Linked DNA regions of Sus scrofa: region 2 is linked to region 1. A link is a contact called in public HiChIP or PLAC-seq data. All regions are on one chromosome and are shown on one strand. Each heading gives the region's core, a stretch centred on a gene start, on an enhancer-like site or on the middle of the called end of the contact. The rest is flanking DNA. Distances are from core to core; before and after follow the strand shown. Region 1 holds the start of RPS19BP1 (active regulator of SIRT1). Region 2 holds the start of CBX6 (chromobox protein homolog 6).

Region 1 (2,712 bases), core at 45-2,544:
TTAAGGATCCGACGTTGCCATGAGCTGTGTTGTGGGTCACAGACACGGCTCAGATCTGGCATTGCTGTGGCTGTGGCATAGACTGGCAGCTACAGCTCCGATTTGACCTCTAGCCTGGGAACCTCCATGTGCCACAGGCTCAGCCCTAAAAAAAAAAAAGGACCAACTGAGTCATCTCTGTGACCTACACTCGACAGTGTCAGGTATGCAAGAGGCCCTCAGAACATGTTTGTACAATGAATTCAGTGGTTCGTCCTCATTCCTCACTCATTTATTGTCTTCTGCATGCCAGGTACTAGGCCAGGATCTGCAGATGGAGCAGGGAACCAGACAGGATTCCTCCACACAGCAAGAACTTCTAAGCCAGACGTTCTCAAATTATTTGGTATAAGAACTTCTTTATGCTTAGAAAAATTCAGAATCCCAAAGAGCTATTTTATGTGTAAATACATAACGACAGTTACCATGTAAGAAACTAAAACAGAGAATTTATAAAATATTTATTAATTGGTTTAATATGACAAGCCTACTTATTAATATAAGAGAATTTTGTTTTGTTTTGTTTTGGGGTTTTTTTTTGGGGGGGGGGTCTCTTTAGGGCCGCACGCGGGGCAGATGGAAATTCCCAGGCTAGGGGTCAATCAAAGCTGTAGTCGCCCGCCTACACCACAGCCACAGCAATGCCAGATCCAGGTGGCGTCTTCAGCCTACACCGCATTTCACTGGCAATGCTGGATCCTTAATCCACTGAGCGAAGCCAGGGATCAAACCCGCGTCCTCATGGATACTATCCGGGTTCATTACCGCTGAGCCACAACGGAAATTCCCTAAGTGACATATTTTAATGAAATCAACTGTATTTTACAAAACAACAAAATAGTGGGAAAACACTTATATGTTTTGCATTCTTGAAAATGCCTTTAATGTCCGGTTTAAAGAAGACAGCCGTTAAGGCGAACTCTATCTGTGCGATACGTTGCTCTGGTTGAATTGCATTTAAAAATACTTCAAAAAATGCATTCTCCTTTTTCATAAAAATTGAGAATATTACCACTCCGCCCTGCCCCCGGCCTCGCCCTTGACGGAGCAGCCAGAACCGAGAGGCTTAACCTACCAAACTCTGCTGGGCTGGGCTAGGGGTAGACGGCTTCCTGGAGAAGGTGTGGCCTGGCTCGCAAAGGGTTGGTTGGATTGGGATTGGACGACAAATGTGTCCTTCGTGTGTTGGCCCCACCTCCATATCCCGCCCCCTTCCCGCCCAGTGGTAAGTATAACGCATGCGTCCTAACGCACTTCCTCTGCGGAACCTTCTGTTCTCGCTCTGGTTTCCGCCGAGAAAACAGGGGTGTCCAGGGCGGAAGTACTTGAGGCGTGTGGGCGGGGCTAAGTGCAATTATGTCGGCGGCCTTGCTGCGGCGGGGCTTGGAGCTTTTGGGGGTTCCCGAAGGTGAGGAGGGAAGGTGGGAGGGACTGGGGATGGAGCTTGCGGGGTGCGGAACGATCCAGGCCGGGCTTAGCCTCGGTGGGATGGGAGCCCTGAGCGCCCTCCGACCCGGGTCCGTGCCTTTCTCTGTGCCCGTTACAGCCCCCGAGGCCGCGCCAGGCCAGACTAAGCCTAGCCAGGCTCCAAAGAAACGGACCCGGAAGGCAAAGGCGACCCAGGCCCAGAAACTGCGGAACTCGGCCAAGGGAAAGGTTCCCAAGTCGGCGCTGGGTGAGTTTGGGAGTGGACGGGACGGGACGTGCTGCTCCTGGGATAGGGGCCTGTGCCCTGGAGGAGGGGGCACTTGAGTCAGGGCTTGAAAGGTTCCCCAGACATTTCTAGAACACCTGTGCGACGGGCGCAGGACGGGGCCCTAGGAACGCGGAGGTGAACACATCACCGTCTCAGCCCTCAAACGGGGAGAGAAGCATCATAGAGTTTCAAAATCAGCATATAGTTGCGGTGATGAAGTCTGTGCAGTAAGACTTTCGTGCTTTGAGAAGGACTTCAGGGCCAAATCAGGCTTTTCTAAGGAAGCAACATTTAAGCCCAGACCTGAAGTATAAGAGTGAGCTAGGGGAGGAGTAATCCAGGAGAATGGCATCTACAAAGTCCGAAAGAAATTCGTTGCCTTTGAAAATTTAAAAGAAACCTGGTTAAAGGCAACGTACAGTGAACGAGGGTCAGAGACGGAGCATTTAATAAAAATTAAAACTCCTTGCGCCCGGTGCTTTTCTAAGTCTCGTACAAATATTCACTGATTTCATCTCTCACAGCAACCCTGTGCCGTCGGTGCTGTTATTACCCCATTGTACAGGTGCAGAAACAGGCACCTGCCCAGATGGTACAGGTAGAAACCAGGCAGTGTGTTTCCAGAGCCCTGCTCTCACCTACGTCATTCAACTAGGAGGTGCTGTGGCCTGGGTGGTGGTGGTGGTGCAGAGATAACAGAATTGTGCAGGTGGCTGATGCAGTGAAGAGGGAGCCTTGATGGCCTCAGTGAACTGGCTGTGAGGATGGAGGGGGAAGGAGATCCAGCGGGAATGGAGCCCTGTTTCTAGGAGAGCATCTTGGGCAATGTGGTGCCACTGTACAGACTTAAGAGGGGCAGGTGTGGACTGGATGGTAGGGTGTTTTGACTTGTGGCAGGATTTCATCAGCTCCTAGGGTATCTTTGAATCCCCAGGGCGCATAGAAAGTGTTCAGGTATTTGTTACAAAGAACTATGG
Region 2 (2,742 bases), core at 66-2,565, 450 kb after region 1:
ACTAAAATGATGGTGAATCTGCACTTAATGACACTGAAAGAGTTCATTTCATGCCATTAAGGGAGAAAAGTGGATTCCATCTAGTGTGACTGTTATGATCCCACTGTGCTAATGAGAAAGAATTTAAGTAATATGTCTATACCATAGATATACACACAATGTAGATATGTGCATATATACGTGTGTTTATATAGGCACACGACGGAGGCTGGAAGAAGATTCTTGAAGAGGTTAATGATTTGATGGAGATTATAGATAGCTGCTTTTTGTTGTACTTTCAAGAAATTTACAAAGAACAGGACTGTTGGTGTGACCCCATAAAATAAAGTTGAAATAATTCAAAATAAAAGAAACGGAGCGTTATGTGTGGCAGGGCTACTCTGCGTCCATTCCAGGACAACCCAGGTCTCCCGGCACCCTCTCCCAAATAGGAAGCTGGGCTCTGGTCTCCGGCGAGCAATGGCGGAACCAGCAGACGAACTGCAGGCGGCAGGAGGGTGACGCGGTCAGGGGGCCTGGGAATCAGAAAGCATACGGAGGAGGCCGAGAGAGCGGCTTCTGCCGAATGACCCAAGGATGACCTGATTCGGGCCCAATCTGGTATGTGGGGAGCCCGTTGTCCTCCCACGGCCTCGCTCCCCACCCCCATCCTCCCCACCGCCACATCTTCACCGTTGCGTCTTCACCCGGACCTCCTGGGTGAAGGCAGGTGCCGCGCCCAAGACCCCGGCCGAAAAACAGATGTATACGATCACCCCGGCCTCCCTTGGCCTCAATTCACCACCTCCCCCGCTTCCTGCGGTGGCGTTTTTGTTTTAATTCATCTGAACTGGTTACAAAACCACACTCCCACGAATACATAAATAATGGATAAGGGGTTGGGGGGCAGTGTTTTAAAGAAATTCCCGCAGGGCCTGGCAAAGCAACAGCAAATGCATTTCTGCTGTATCATATTTAACTGTTTGCAAACTTCTGCTGGGAGGATGAGCAGCAGCAGCAGAGATTCCACCGCCCTTCCCCCTCCGAGCCAGGAGAGATTTGCAAGGGAGGGTTTAAAGGAGGGAGAAATTGTCAGCTACAGAGGGTCCGGAAGATGGAGAGGAGAATGAGAAAGTGTTTGTAAGACTGCACTGCGCGGGACCCGGCTTCTTACAGGGCAAGCATCTCCGGGGCTCTGGGCCCCGGCTCCCCTAGCCAGGCAAGGCCCCTTTAAGAACCAGTGCGCGCCCCCGCCCCGCGTGCGCTCACTTTCCCTAGCAACCGCCCCGGGGGAGGAGGAGGTCCTGGCAACGGCGCGCCAGTCCGGAGGGTCACGTGACGGCCCGCAGCTGGAACGCGAGTGCGCGCCCCGCCGCGCGCCCGCCCGCCGGGCCTATGCGCTGCGGCGCGTGCGCGAGCGGTGTAGCACCGGCCGCGGGAGCAGGGAGTATTATGGGCTGTGGGTGCCGCTGAGCAAGATGGAGCTGTCTGCAGTGGGCGAGCGGGTCTTCGCGGCCGAATCCATCATCAAACGGCGGATCCGAAAGGTGAGCTGCCTCCCTGGGTGGGACACCTAGCCCTGCAGCCGGTGTCCCGTTTTGCGGGCCAACGGGGCGAAGCGGTCCCGCTAGCCCGGGCTCTCTCGCCCACCCCCGCGCCGCCGCCTCCTCGCGTCCCTGCATCCTCCCCACCCCACTCCCCCCTTTTTTCTTCTCTGTTTTTCAGGGACGCATCGAGTACCTGGTGAAATGGAAGGGGTGGGCCATCAAGTGAGTGTCACCGGATCCAGGGGCGAGGGGGAAGGAAGGCAACGGACACTGGGGCCTTTTTTTTTTTTTTTTTCCTTCCTTGGCGGGGGGGTGCGCTCATCTGCTCCCTGGCATGTGCCTCAGCCTCTCTGGTTTTCTTTTTATTTTGTGCATGTGTAACACGGCAGGTACAGCACTTGGGAGCCCGAGGAGAACATCCTGGACTCGCGGCTCATTGCAGCCTTCGAGCAGAAGTGAGTTTAGGAAGCTGGCAGGGGCGGCGGGGCCGAGACTCGGCTGGGGCGCCGCGCGGGGAAGCGGGAGAGCCGGGGAGGGCAGCGCGGAGTGGGGCCCGGGAGGGGGCTCTTTTTAACCTCTGGCGTTTCTCGGCCGCAGGGAGAGGGAGCGTGAGCTGTATGGGCCCAAGAAGAGGGGACCCAAACCCAAAACTTTCCTCCTGAAGGTAACCTGGCCCAGCCCCAGCAGCCCCCTCACGGGCCCCCTAGCCCGGGCGCAACACGGGGCCTGCAAGGGCGGGACAGATCCGCGGCCGCCCGCTTGGGCGGGCCTTTCCAGAGGGGCCCCGGCTGGGCAGGGGGTGGTTATGAGCCCCCGACAAGCCCCTGGCAGCAGGCCCTGGCCAGCTCCAGCTTCAGCAGAGGGGCCCGGGAATGGGGGGCGCGGGGGGGGAATCTTCCTCGCTGACAAGACCAGGGTCTGGGGAGGCCCGCAGGAAGCAGGTGGATGAGGCAGGTGGGGACTGTCCACCTGAGGGAGCGGCAAGGAGGTCGCTTCTGCACGTGAGAGCCCTCATGTCCCCCAGCCTTGAGCCGGTAGGAATTAGAACCCAGCGAGAGTGAATGTGCTCTCTCACATGGCAGGAAACCGGGAGAGGTACTGGGGGAGGGGGCACCTGCGACTCTGCCCCCAGCTTCCCTCTCGCAGGGTTTGTTCTGCATGCCTCCCCTCCTGACGAAGGGATCCAGCTTGACTGTGACCTTAAATCGCTTCACTT

What was found. HiChIP or PLAC-seq counts read pairs in DNA pulled down with a chosen protein or histone mark.
Region 2: a contact with region 1 is called in an H3K27ac HiChIP or PLAC-seq map of alveolar macrophages. The contact joins the promoter of CBX6 here to the promoter of RPS19BP1 in region 1. A contact is called at or near these places in 1 of 47 Hi-C or Micro-C datasets (liver) and 1 of 2 datasets of contacts at active chromatin or transcription factors (alveolar macrophages).

Annotation. Positions count from the first base shown.
Region 1 is chr5:8,734,069-8,736,780 of Sscrofa11.1, forward strand. It overlaps RPS19BP1 (active regulator of SIRT1), which reads left to right and starts at 1,295. Exons shown (of 4, transcript XM_003126008.4): 1 at 1,295-1,447; 2 at 1,586-1,714. The coding sequence starts at 1,396.
Region 2 is chr5:9,179,244-9,181,985 of Sscrofa11.1, forward strand. CBX6 (chromobox protein homolog 6) reads left to right here and starts at 1,316. Exons shown (of 5, transcript XM_021091475.1): 1 at 1,316-1,526; 2 at 1,705-1,748; 3 at 1,916-1,981; 4 at 2,124-2,190. The coding sequence starts at 1,458.